Linked DNA regions of Ovis aries: region 2 is linked to region 1. The links are chromatin contacts, called in public Hi-C maps. All regions are on one chromosome and are shown on one strand. The core of a region is the stretch at or near the end of the contact, and the rest is flanking DNA. Distances in the headings are between cores, read along the strand shown. Region 1 has its middle 28 kb from the start of KRT23. Region 2 has its middle 26 kb from the start of EIF1.

Region 1 (7,161 bases), core at 2,815-5,314:
ATCTTCATTTTTTGAATGTTGAGTTTTAAGCCAGCTTTTCAACCTCCTCCTTTACTTTCATCAAGAGGCTCTTTAGTTCCTCTTTGCTTTCTGCCATAGGGTGGTATAATCTGCGTATCTGAGGTTATTGATATTTCTCCCAGTAATCTTGATTCCAGCTTGTGCTTCATTCAGCCTGGCATTTCTCATGATGTACTCTGCATATAAGTTAAATAAGCAGGATGACAATATACATCCTTGACGTACTCTTTAACCAATATGGAACCAGTCCATTGTTCCATGTCCAGTCCTAACTGTTGCTTCTAGACCTGCATACAGATTTCTCAGAAGGTGGGTAAGGTGGTCCGGTATTCCCATCTCTTTAAGAATTTTCCACACTTTGTTGTGATCCACACAGTCAAAGGCTTTAGCATAGTCAATGAAACAGAAGTAGATGTTTTTCCGGAATTCTCTTGCTTTTTCTATGATCCAATGGATGTTGACAATTTGATCTCTGATTCCTCTGCCTTTTCTAAAACTAGCTTGAACATCTGGAAGTTCTCAGATCACCTACTGTTGAACCCTAGCTTTGAGAATTTTGGGCATTACTTTGCTAACATGTGAGATGAATGCAATTGTGTGGTAGTTTGAGCATTCTTTGGCATTGCCCTTTCTTTGGGATTGGAATGAAAACTGACATTTTCCAGTCCTGTGGCCACTGCTGAGTTTTCCAAATTTGCTGGCATATAGAGTGAAACACTTTCACAGCATCATCTTTTAGGATTTGAAATAGCTCAGCTGAAATTCTATCACTTCCACTAGCTTTGTTGTAATGATGCCCACTTGACTTCACACTCTGGGATGTCTGGTTCTAGGTAAGTAATCACGCCATCGTGGTTATCCGGGTCATTAAGATCTTTTTTGTATAGTTCTTCTCTGTATTCCTGCCACCTCTTCTTAATATCTTCTGCTTCTGTTAGGTCCATACCATTTCTGTCCTTTATTGTGCCCATCTTTGCATGAAGTGTTCCCTTGGTATCTCTAATTTTCTTGAAGAGATTTCTAGTCTCTCCCATTCTATTGTTTTCCTCTATTTCTTTGCACTGATCACTTAGGAAGGCTTTCTTATCTCTTCTTGTTATTCTTTGGAAATCTGCATTCAGATAGCTATATCTTTCCTTTTCAGGTACCTAATCAAATATTTTCCCAAAGCTCCTATAATGAATTCTGTGATGAAAATTTGCCATGTTATTTTAACCTCTTCATTTCTTTTACCTCTTAGATTTTTGTCAGAGTGAAGTAAAATATTAACATGCAGATAAGAGGCTCCTTAGGCAAAACATCTCTAAGCCAAGCAACTAAAAGATTTAGTATTGGGAACACCTAAGTAAATTTTTCCTTAAAGAAATATCAGATTGTTTTAGTATTTCCCACAGGTACACTTTTTATTTCTCTAACAGTTAATTAGACATCATGCTTCTTTGCGACCCCATGAATCACAGCATGCCAGGCCTCCCTGTCCATCACCAACTCCAGGAGTTCACCCAAACTCATGTACATCGAGTCAGTGATGCCAACACTATGATACACCTACCTAAAAATAATTTTCCTATTTTTGGTAACTTGAAACTTTAAAGTTTCACTGAATCAATTTAAATGATGGGAATTCATTGAATTCTAGTTCATTTTTAAATAAAATAAAATACTGAAACTTTAATTGCTAAAAAAAAAAAATTAGACATCATGCATAAGCTCAAGTGAAAAAAATAGTAGCTTTAGAAGAAAGCATAGCAATCAACTAATTGAATCCACTTGTTTAAGAGATGAGGAAGGTAAAGTCTAGAAAGGTGAGCCAAGCCCTCCTGGGATTCAAATCTCATTCCTACCTACATATAGCACCTCTGACATATGGAAATATCAGAGCTGAAGAGAGCATCACATAATTTTTAATACTCATTGTTGTTGTTCATTTGCTAAGTCGTGTCTGACTCTTTGTGACCCCAAACTCATAGCAAATTAAAAATAACAATTCTAAACATGAACTATTGAAAAGTCAAGATAATTAGGGTATTAACTCTTAAGTTGAAACAATTTGCAAAAATGCCAGTAATTGCAAGAAAAAAGTAAGCCTAAGATAGGTACTAGAGGTTGAGCATTTTTATTTTCTCTACATATGGTCTTAAATAAATTATTTTACATAGACTATATGTGGCATGGACATTTTTTTAAAGCTTATATTGTGCCAGATGATATACCATACCATTTCTCCAGGGGAAAAAGTAATATAATTCCAAAATTACATTTTATGGACATCAAGCAACATTGTATTATGGTTACATATACACCTATCTAGCCTTTCACTTTAGAAAATGGATACTAATTTCTGATTATGCAGTAGATACTGGTGGCCCCAAGGAATCCATACTACCACCACCATCACCCTACCCCACATACCCCCTGCCCTGGGACTCATGCCTTTCTGTAATTTCTCCCATATTTACTTTGTCCTGGGCCATGACTTGATTTGACCAATGGAACATCAGCAAGCATGATGAAGCAGAGGTTTGATAAATGCTTACACATTAGCCTTACCCCTTGGACTGCTCTTTCTAAGAAGCCACCTACCATGTAAAAAGTTCATTTACCCTAAAACTATCACACTGAATAAGTCTAAGCTAGCCTCCTGGAGAGGCCACACGAAGGAAAACTGAAGAAACCAATCAACAGCCATAACTGAAGCTCCAGACCTATAACTCAGATCAAGCCATTCCAGCTAGTTCTTAGCCATTCACGCCAACCCAGCTGAGGTCCCAGATACCATACAGCAAAGACAAGCCATTTTAGTATGCTATATCTGAAATTGGGACCCATGGAATTATGGAAAGATAGAACAGCTGTTGTTTAAAGCCAGTATATGTTGGGGTAGTTTTTCATGCAGCAGTGGATAAACAAAACAAAGTATTTAAAATAGAAGAGTCTATTATTTGCTCAGTGACAATAGCTGACTTAAAGCTAGTCCATTAGCGATGTTATGTGGCAGCCTGGATGGAAGGGGAGTTTGGGGAAGAATGGATACGTGTACACGTATGGCTGAGTCCCTGTTCTGTCTACCTGAAATTCAATACACAACAAAAAGTCTAATACAAATAAATAAATGAAACTAGTCTATTAGCATCCCATCCAACTTTCTACCAAGCTTTGTAATCATTTTAACATTGAACTGGATCTCTACAGAAGTCCTGGTCCAGTAACCATAGGTGAAGCACCAGAGCTTTCAAAAAAAAAGCCAAAGTCTTCACTCTTCAAAGATGGGACAGAGTAAAGCCAATGCTCCAGTATCTTCACAGCTTCCCTCTGTGTCTCTTCACAAATGGGGGACCAAGCAGTGTAAGTCCAACCCGGAAAAGAGCATGTGAGAATGCCCAAGTAAATTCTTTTCCATCATATCTTTGAGTTTCAGTTCCTTTCAACTCTGTGTTTACGTTCCTCATTCCAGGCACATTAACAACTTCTCTCTAAATACTTGGTAGGTATGACATAGATCAAGAGTTTCACTGAAAGGTGATCTGTTTTCAGTGTAGGTAAGCAAAGTCCTCCTTGACCAAGAAACTATTAAGGCCTGTACAGATTAAGATGATCACAACCATCAAGTTGTTATAATGTTTAAGTTTTTAAGTCATTAAGACCCTAGACTATTGTCCATTCATTCTAGGCATGTTTTTTTTTTTCCACAGTGCTGAACATTAAATACTATACTCGTACATGGCCTTTAATCCACAAATACTTTTAAGATTTTTGGTTGGATAGATAGATAGGTACCCTGAAGTGTTTTGTTGGTTATTTGTGTATCATAACAACATTGGTTTTCCAACTTCCTAGATGCCTGGGATCATTCCTGTGTGTGACTCACTCTGCATCTCATTTATTCTATTACAACATCTACCTGTCACCATCTTCCTGAAGAGGATTAGAGGGTTTCTAAAATATATTTGCAGTGAGGTCATGCAAAAAAGGAAAAGAAGACTGTCTCTGACATACTTCAGAATCTGATGACCTAACCATACTCACAGTTTTTACCAAAGAAGTTCGTATGTGTGTATGTGTTAGTCACACCAGTACATGGACTGTCCTGCTCACCATAAGGTCTCTTTGAAATTTAAATTAGGAGCCATCTAAAAAACTTAGTCACTAAGTTGTAGCCAACTCTTTTGTGACTCCATAGACTGTACCTGCCAGGTTCCTCTGTCCATGGGATTTTCCAGGCAAAAATACGGGAATCGGTTGCCATTTCCTCCTCCAGGGGAATCTTTCTGACCCAGGGATTGAAATCCTGCACTGGCAGGCAGATTCTTCACCACTGAGCCACCAAGATTAAAAACTATAAGTCACTTTATGCTAATTTTTAACGGATGCATGCCCAACACTCATATATGTGACATACATACACACATATATTTTAAAAAACTTTTAACAGTAACAACTCTTCTTGACTGAGTTCTGCACCCATAGCCTCATTTAACGCTTATCACAACCCTGTAAGGTTTGATTATCCTCATTTTAGAGTTGAGGAAACTGGGACTCAAATGGAGTGAACTAATTGACCTGTGGTCACATAGCTAAAAATGATGACACCAACATTTGTACCCAAGATTCTTTCTACTGTGTTGCACAAAGTCAAAAATTGTTGTTAAAGAGCTATGGAAAACCTAGACAGAGGCAACATGCTTTGATGAACTCTTGCTGATGGTTTCTATCTAAGGTGAAGGTGCAGGGATAAGAAATCTGAATGGGCATGGTACTAAAATAATACACAAGAGCTGGAAATACCCAGGACTAGGCAGGAACAGAGTTTTTGACCTGAGAACTCCCTTCCTATTACCCAAATCTTGAAGCATTCGCTCCTCTGTGCCCTAGAGGTATTCTCTTAACTTGCCTAAAACCCTACTAGTCAACACCAGAGAGGAGCTTAGCAAGTTCCAAAACCAGAGGACCTCACCCCTTAGTCTGACCTTATGCTCACTCCTACTTTCTACCAAAAATATCTCTCCCCATATTTTCAGAGAATGAGAAAAAAAGAGAAGGATAAAGAGAAGATGGTCATGATGGCCGGGCCATAGTCAGAACATGTTCAAGAGTCATCTGTTAAAAATATTGTATCCAGAGTCCCCCCATCACAAAAATATGCTGTAAGGATTTCCAACACTCTAGGAAGTAGTAGTTTGGGAGTCAATATCTAATCCCAAGTTTTATATATATATATAACACATATAACTATATATATATATATATATATATATATATATATATATATCTCAGTGCCTCTTAAATCTTAATATTCATACCTATAACATGGGATTCTTATTACAAATGCAGATCTGGGTTTCTAGTAGGTCTGGGTTAGGGCCTAAGATTCTGCATTTTCACAAGCTCCCAGATGATGCTGAGGCTGCTGATTTACCAACCGCACCTGGATTATAGATATGCATTCAATCCACGTCAGTCTATCCGCTAGACTGAAAGTCTTATCTCTAAGCTGTCTCCATAGATGTCATGCAGGAAAGGCAGCACACCAGAATCCCATTAGCATCGTCTTTTCAAAGTGAGGAAAGCTTACAGGAGCACTAAGGGAGGGCTTGAAAGAAGGTGTCTCTTGGTTCTAGTCAAGAGTAGAGAACAGAACAGTCTGGAAGCTTAAGGAGACCCATCACCTTGTCCCAGACTATTTCTGGCGTCCATGTATTATCACAAGACCCGGAAGGTTCACCACTATCCAGAATCATTGATGAGGATGCAAAATGCCTTGTCAATATTGTCTATTGCATAGCACATATGGCAATAACAAGTACGCCACTATTTACATACAAATATCCACTTACAACATTCTTCCTAAATAATCTGCAAGGACCATTTTTTTATTCAGAGAACTAAATGATGTCTGAAGTTTTAAGGAAACCAACAACTCTGTGAAATGATGTCCTGTTCCACACTAAACTAACCCAGCTTGGATTGGTTGCTTTCATTGTTATTGATGTTTTTGTCTCTGTTTTCAAGAACTCACACGTGAATTGGAATAAGAACCAATCAAGAAATATGTATGACGTTCCTAACATGTGACTACTATGGAGCCAATCCCCATTAGGAAGACAAAACAAGGAAGTTAGTGAAGTCAGAACTTCAGAGAAGCAAGTTAAAATATACAAAACAGTCCTTTTGCCCAACTGCCGTTCCTGGTACCCATAATCATGGTAGGTAGTCATTATAATTACTACCTTTGCCGGTTTCATGATAAGGAAATTGATTTAAGCTAAGAGACAAAAAGAAAACAAGTCTCTTCAGTAAAGCTTTTTCCACCCTCTTGGAATTTTCTCCCACACTCAACAAAAACTTCATAAAGCCATCCCTGACCCTTCTGCCCAGTTCCACCAAGTCAAGTCCTACAGTTGGCCTCACACCCTTCCCAAGCATCCAGGTATTACCATGTGACTTCCCCCCACCAGGCCCCAGCCTATTTTTCCAGAGGGCAGCCATCATTACCTGAATGGCAGGTTTGCCATGCAAGCTGCCTTAATGTGAGGCTTTGTAGACATCACGCCTGAGTTGTCATTAATGTCCTCTGAAAATAATAATCAACTGATAGACCAAATTAGGGCATTCCAAGAAAACATTCATCCAGGCATTTGGGGAAGCCATGGAAAATCTAAATTTATTGACCTTTTTGTTCTCCAGAGAAAGATTTAACATACACACAAAGACAATAGTCAGCTAAAAGCTTATGAACCTCATTTGCTACAGCGCTAAGGGTTGGATGAGCAGCTCTGGGGAAGGAGGTAGCATCTTTAATCATTCCCACATGTACAAAGGGCTGGAACACTGGCAAGAGACCTTATTGTGGGGATGTGGGTGATTCCATTTCTCACTCTGTCCTTTCTTCTTCCCTCTACCACGTTAGGTGGTTAGAAGTTTCTAGAAGAGACCTCTCTACAGGAGACAAATTATCGTCTATCTTCCTCCTCTACCCCTACCTCTCATGTAGACGCACCTGAGGCCAATATGACCCAAGGGAGGAGGTGACAGCACTCAAGTCTGCTGTCTTCCACCCCAGCCACACTGTCCCTGGGCCAACCAGAGGGTAGGGTGACCAGGATCAGGTTCTGACTGAGGCCACAGTGGGGCTACCTTCTA
Region 2 (7,161 bases), core at 2,463-4,962, 770 kb before region 1:
TTACCACTGAGCCGCCAGGGAAGTCCCTGTGCTGTGCTGTGCTTAGTTGCTCAGTCGTGTCTGACTCTGTGACCCCATGGACCGTGGCCCGCCAGGCTCCTCTGTCCATGGGGATTCTCCAGGCAAGAATACTGGAGTGATTTGCCATGCCCTCCTCCAGGGGATCTTCCTAACCCAGGGATCGAACCTGGGTCTCCCGCATTGCAGGCGGATTCTTTACCAGCTGAGCCATCAGGGAAGCCCCTACCTGCCCAGCTTCAACATCACTTTCCTGATGCTTCTCTATCTTTCGGAAACTTTTGCTGACCTTCTATCTTGGTGAGTATTCGGTGCTGAGTTGAGTTTTGGGTCACATCACTTGGAGGCCACGAGGCCAGACTGTAAGCTGTAAGTGAACTGTAAAGGAATGGGCTGTACCTTGTTGCTTCCTGTGTCTGGAGGAGATGGAGCGCAGGGCTCAGTTCCCGCTCAACCCGAGTGTTAACTCGGGAACTTGCTCCGAGCGGCGAATCGGGCGCACTTCCTGCTGTGGACACAAGATGGCAGCATAGACCAGGCTTCAGAACAGGTGAGGCTCCCGCCCCTCCCATGTTCCCGGGTCTTCCCTGCACTCAAGGCCCTAAAAAGTAACCGGTTCCCTCGAAGTGTGTGGAGGAGAGCCGTCTCTCTAGGACTGGGGGCGTCTGTTCTGGGGTGGGAGCACCAATGGGAGGCCTATAGTGAGGGTGTGCGTGGGTTTCCTGTACCGCCCCCTCCCAAGGGAGACCCTGGTCGGACGGAAGGAGCACCGGGGAGGGAGTGGCAGGTTCGGTCCTAGTTCTGCCCTGCGGCCTCGGGCGAGTGTCTGTGTGCTAGAAACGAACTGATCACAAAGTCCAGCTCGCGGCAAATGCCCACGAGGACTCCACTTTCGGCTCTCTTCCAGTCCCCTTGCCCCAATTTTTCGGAAGGCGAAATGATGATTGCACTAATCATCTGACGGTCATCACACTCTCTGCTTTTCCGGGATTCTGTGTGGCCCAGAAGAGGGGCAAGGTGCCAGAAGAGGGGCGATGTTGGAACAGAGAGGGGGCTTTATTTTTAACTTTTGGCTGCACTCAAGGCATGTGGGACCTTAGTTCCCACCAGGGATCCCCCCCCCCCCCCCCGCCCCGCATTGGAAAGCAGAGTCTTAACTGCTGGACAGCCAGGGAAGACCCCATTTGCTATTGCTGTTTATTATTGGAGTCCTTTCCGCTCCAACATTTGACCATTGAGACCAACTGAGAAAGCAGGGGCAGGACGGGGTAGATTTAGGGATGTCTGAAATGGGTCTGCCTGAGGCGAAGGGCAAAGATGTCTGGAGAGGGTCAGGGACAGCCTGGGGCTTCCCTGGGGAGAGGAGTTGGGTGGTGAAGGGGAGGGATTACCCCTAGCAATTCTCAGGGAGAGCTGGGTCGGGTAGAGACTGCGTGTCCTTCCACCTCTTCCCGGGGCACGCAACGACGGGTCTGCCCAGCAGAGGGCGCCGCGAGCACGCGGAGCCCAGCCTTGAACTTCCTCCAGCTTCGAAGTTCGGCTCAGTTCAGTCGCTCAGTTGTGTCAGACTGTTTGCGACCCCATGGACTGCAGCATGCCAGGCTTCCCTGTCCATCACCACTCCCGGAGCTTGCTCAAACTTATGTCCATCGAGTCGGGGATGCCATCCAACCATCTCATCCTCTGTCGTCCCCTTCTCCTCCTGTCTTCAATCTTTCCCAGCATCTGGGTCTTTTCCAATCAGTCAGTTCTTCACATCAGGTGGCCAAAGTATTGGAGTTTCAGCTTCAGCATCAGTCCTTCCAATGAATATTCAGGACTGATTTCCTAATGGACTTGTCTTCTGGGCCACTGCTCTTGAAGCCTGGCATGCTGCAGTCCATGGGGTCATGAAGAGTCGGACACGACTAAGTGACTGAACAACCACCACAACCCTCACCTGGGATGTGATGGGAGTGAGGGTGCTGCTGGCTAAGCTGGGGAGCTGTGGGCATTGTTACCATTTGTAATTGTGCTGGCTTATGTCCCAAGTGGCAATTGTGGGTTTGCCTGTAATCAGTAATCATTCACTCACTCATTTATTCAGTTCACACTATTGCACACCCACTGAGTGGCAGGCACTGTAGTGGGAGTGAAATGGCAAACAAGGAGTGTGCCCTGATGACCAACACCTACCACCCGTGTCACAGGTCAGCCTGGGGCGCTGGGGGAGCACCTGGGAGGGGGAGCACGTCCTGCCTCCATTCCTGTAAGTGCGCCCACTCTGAGGTGAGCAGGGTTATGCCTCTTACACAGAGGAGAGAATTGAGGTTCAGAGAGGTTACGTAAGGTGCCCAAAGTCACACAGCCTTTAAGGGGATGAGCTGGGATTTGCACCTGGAGCCTTCCCCCCACCCCACCTTGCGAGGCTGCCTCCCTCAGGGAAGAGCCAGTGAGGGTGTAAAGGGGTGAGAGGCTGTTCTGGGGGCTCTGCCTATGCATGGCCTGAGCAGGACAGGAGCCTGTGGGCAGGGGAGCATACAGCTGGCTGATTCATCCCAGAATGAAGGGCTTTGCAGCAATCAGAACTGCCCAGTCATGGAAGGGTGAACCTGAAGAGCAGAAGTGATTTGCCTCTTTGTGGGCCTTTCAGGGGCTGTCGGTAGACCCTGGCAGACACAGCCTGGCACAGTTCCCTTCACCCTCCAGCCTCGTCTTGCCTCCTCTCCCGGCTGTTCTCTGTGTTCCTGCCTTTCTGGCCTTTCTTCAGCAACTTGTTGGGCACACACACCTCTGGGCCTTTGCACACGCACACTCCCTCTTGTCTGGCTAACTCGCCCACCTTCAGGCCGTTCCAAGCACTCCCCAATGCCTTGAGTGCTGCTCTGCTGGTTTAGGCTTCTCCATTCCCCCTAAATATGCCTCTTCATGCCTTACTGATCTTTCCCAGGTAGCTCAGTAGTAAAGAATATGCCTGCCAATGCAGGAGACACAAGAGACGCAGGTTCAATCCCTGGGTTGGGATGATCTCCTGGAGGGGAAAATGGCAACCCACCCCAGTATTCTTGCCTGGATAATCTCATGGACAGAGGAGCCTGTTGGTCTACAGCCATAGGGTTGCAAAGAGTCAGATATGACTGAAGTGGCTTTAGCACTTAGCACGCATGCCTTACAGAAATTAACGGGTAATACTCGTCCCCGCTGGACTGTCAGATATACCTGACAGAACACTGTCCTGTTCTCGGTGCAGTGGGGTGCCTCCTTCAGTGCTCAAGAAAGGTTTCTTGAAAGAATTGAGGAGTGAATGAAGGTAAGAAAGAATGAAAGAAGCACGAAAAGCCCAATGCATGGTCAGGAGATTTGGGTCAGTTGATGATATTTCAAGTATCTTCCAGCCACCCTCTGGCTGCAGCTCTTGTTCCTTGCTCAGGGCACCCCCTTCACCAACGCCCGCCCCTCCCCTCCCCGAGTCTCAAAGACACAATTAACACCTAACGTTTTTAAGCATCTGGACACCCTGCTGGGCACTGCCAATTGTATTCTCACCCATCAAATAATCAGGGACGACCTGAAACGTTGTCAGTGGACACAAGTTTGAAGACTTCAGTCGGCCTGGAAGAGTTTGCGGGTTGGCCTCGCTCGGTGCCACACAGGTCCGCACGGCCCCGCCCTCCCTCGGACTCCACCCCTTGTATGCACGTCCAAAGACGGCCAGCAGGTGGCGGTAGACGGCAAGAGTCGGGGCTCAACTTGCTCGGTCCAATCCCCGATCGCCGGCAGGGGCGCTGACGCTCTACTGGGTGCTCGGATGCGGAGGGTCGGGTTTACTAAGCAGGACTAGGGAGGCGGGGTCAGCCCTGCCTGGAGATGGCGTAGGTCAGAACCTTAGCAAAGGAGGAGGGCTGTGTGGCACCTTCATTTTTTCTCTTTCGTATAGTGCAGTCTTAACCTCTATCTTACAGGATTAAGAAGCAAACCTTTTCTAGGTTTTACTGGCCATCTGATGATCTCTTCCATAATTACTCAATTCTGGTCTCCAGGTGTGAAATAACCCTTGAACACATGGGTGTGGCTGTGTTCCAATAAATACTTGTGGACATTAAATTTTGAATTTCATCCAATTTTCATATGTTGTTCTTTTATTGAAAAAAAAAAAGTCTAAAAAATGTAAAAAGCCATTCTTAGCTCTTGGGGAGGGTGACCCCTGATCTAGGTAAAGTCCCAAACCAGTGCCTGGCATACAGTAGGTGCTCAGTAGCTCTTGGAGGACTTGGCAGGACATTCTCCTCCCAGTTTTGGCCCTGGGTCTCCTAAACCCCTTGCAGAAGTGGTCAGTTAAGGGGATCCCTCTCCTCCCCTCCTCCCTGTGGCCGTGGCTGCATTTTTCCCACTTCCATGCCTCTACCTGGGCAGTTGCCTCCTCCTAATGAAATCTTTGTCTTTATCACCTTACAAGGCCCAATCTCATTGCTCTCTGTAAAAATTCAACTTTAATTGAGGGAATGAAGTATTCACCCATCTTAAGTGCAGAGTTGATGAGTTTTGATAAATGCATTTACCCAAGGGGCCACCACCCAATCAAGATAGAGAATATTTCCTGCACCCCCAAAAGCTTTCCTGGACACTTTCCTAGTCAACCTTGGATATGTTTTTAATGTCTCCAGGTATGAAGGGCTTGCAATGGGCCAGGCTTCAGGGACAAGTCCTGTCTCACTGAAGCCTCGGGAACCTGGTGGGGTGGTGGTAGTTGTTCTATTTATTAGACCTCGTTGCACTGAGTGGGCTTTTCCTGGGGGCACACGGCTTCTCTAGTTGCTGTATATGGGCTTTTAGTTCCCTGACGAGGAATCGAACCTGGTCCCCTGCATTGGAAGTGTGGAGTCTTAACCACTGGACCACCAGGCAAGTCCCGTCAATTGTTATGCGTGGGCACCTTTTGGCTCAGGACTGTGAGCTCTGGGATGGGGAGACACATGCTCACCGAGAGTCAGGTCAGGACTGAGATTTGATCCTGGCCTGCTGCTTCCTAACTGCTCTCCTGCCTGCGTTTCTCCGAGCCCCCTTTGTGTTCCTGGGGGCATCATGGTACACACTTCTATACTACTGGCTATTTGCAGTGTATCTTGGGATCAGGAGCTTCAGCATCCCCTGGGAGCTGGCCAGAAACGCAGAGTCTCGGACCACACCCAGAACTGCTGAGTTCCCCAGTCTCCAGGTGATTTCAAGGCTGAGAATCGCCATCCTGAGGCCAGCTCTTGGTTGTGTTTGTGTCCTGGAAGGCAGGGGCTGAGCCCACCTCAGGGCCACCATACTGCAGGCCCCCATGACTCAGAGTCGAGTTAGTAGGTGAAGGAAGCGCAGGAGACTAGAGCTTTGGGGTAAAGGTTTGGGGGTGGGGCTTGTGTATCCCAGGCGCTAGTGGGAAGACTGAGTCAGTGGGAGGGGTTGGTCTGTCCACTTGGAGCTTGGAGGTCTGGCTCTCACTCCCGCTGGCCACTGTCCGGGGAGATACAGGGAGTCTCGTTCATTTGCATATTACTTGCTCGTGGTTACTTTGTCTCTGGTGCCTTTCGTCTTCTTGCAGGTGGAGGAGTGGGGGGCAGTGGTAGGTGGGGTTGGAGCAGGCTGGAATCTGGAGCAGTGGATGGGACACAGGGCCAGGATGCTGTGGAGGCCTTGGGCTGCAGACCCACGCCTAGCTCCTGGCTGAGGCACATCCTGGGAGCAGGTCTGGCATTAAGCACTGACCCTCTTTGGATCAGAATGAGTGCCTGCGAGTTTCTCCAAGCTCTGGACACTTGCTATGGGAGCAAGGCTGGGGGCAGGGCTGTTTCTCACCTCCCTGGCTTCCTCCCCCTCAAATTCCCCCAGGGCTGTTTCTCACCTCCTTACCTTCGCCCTGCCTCCCCACCAGGTTCCCCCGCTTTGAATGCCCTTTCCCATGCTCTGTCGCAGTCCCACACACATGTGTTCAGACAGCAGGATTCTCTCCAGCAGTGAGAGGACCTTGCAGACATAATGTTGAGCAAGTAAACATAAAGGGAGCTGTATTATGAGCCCAATCATGTGAAGCGCAAAAGCAGTCCTATGAGTCTCTGCTGTTAGTAATGCCTACCTGGGGTGGGGGGGTTAGTACTTGGAAGAGAGCATGGGATGGATGGTGGGGGGCTCTGGGAGATGTTCAAATTGTTTTGTTATCTGGGTGCCGGTTATACGGGTGCTGGTTATACAGGTGCTGGTTTCACTTTGTGAAAATTCACTGAGCTGCACAGAGATTATACGTGCATTTTTCTTTCTTTCATTCCTCTACATTTTTTTTAACTGATTTACTCAATATTTATTTTACATTTACCATGTAAGAAGTATGGCAATAATATAATTTAGAAAAGTTCACTTTTTGGACTAAGCATCTACACTATGTCTGTCCCTCTGATTATTTATATTAAAAATATGTCTAAGGTCTTCCCTGGAGGTTCAGTGGTTAAGACTTCACCTTCCAATGCAGGCGTTGTGGGTTCGATCTCTGGTTGGGGAACTAAGATCCCGCATACTCCATGGCCAAAAAACCAAAAGGTAAAACAGAAGTGATATTGTAACAAATTCCACAAGGACTTAAAAAATGCTCCACATTAAAAAAAAAAAGCTTTTGTATCCTGCATTGAACCTAGACTGGCGCTTTGTTTCTTAGATGACCCAGAGGAATGGTATGGGGAGGGAGGTGGGAGGGGTTCAGGATTGGGAACACGTGTACACCCGTGGTGGATTTATGTTGATGTATGGCAAAACTAATACAATATTGTAAAGTTAAAAATAATAATAATAAAAAAAAGCTTTTAAAGAAAGTCTATATTTTGGGATGTCTAGCATTCTAAATCCTCGAACTTTGCTTTTCACATGTCTTTAAGAAAGGAAAGTTTTCATTGAGTTCTATTTGCATTTTATCTATTAACAGGGTAATTTTAATGTGTGATAATAGCACATGGAGGGGTTATTTTATGACCTGCTCTGTATGTGTATTTTTTTTTGAAAGAAGACCAGATTGAATGTCTAGAAGAATCCTGTGCATATTAGCCACTAGGAATGCTCCTCTTCCCATTGGCAGCTGGTAAGGCCCTGGCTGCTCCATGGGGTTTTGGTTCCCACTCTTCCTGTGGGCTGGGGCTC

What was found. Hi-C and Micro-C count contacts between places; a contact is called where the count stands out from the background.
Region 2: a Hi-C map of blood shows a contact between it and region 1, with 10 times the contacts expected there. The contact joins two enhancer-like sites. A contact is called at or near these places in 10 of 16 Hi-C or Micro-C datasets (blood, hypothalamus, liver and 5 more).

What each region holds. Positions count from the first base shown.
Region 1 is chr11:40,846,569-40,853,729 of ARS-UI_Ramb_v3.0, reverse strand. No RefSeq gene overlaps it. Among named protein-coding and RNA genes, the nearest start is that of KRT23, 28 kb to the left of the region's middle. Within about 2 kb of position 4,064, at least 6 of the 54 cell types and tissues checked have an H3K27ac peak or open chromatin away from gene starts, as enhancers often do.
Region 2 is chr11:41,612,517-41,619,677 of ARS-UI_Ramb_v3.0, reverse strand. No RefSeq gene overlaps it. Among named protein-coding and RNA genes, the nearest start is that of EIF1, 26 kb to the left of the region's middle. Within about 2 kb of position 3,712, at least 13 of the 54 cell types and tissues checked have an H3K27ac peak or open chromatin away from gene starts, as enhancers often do.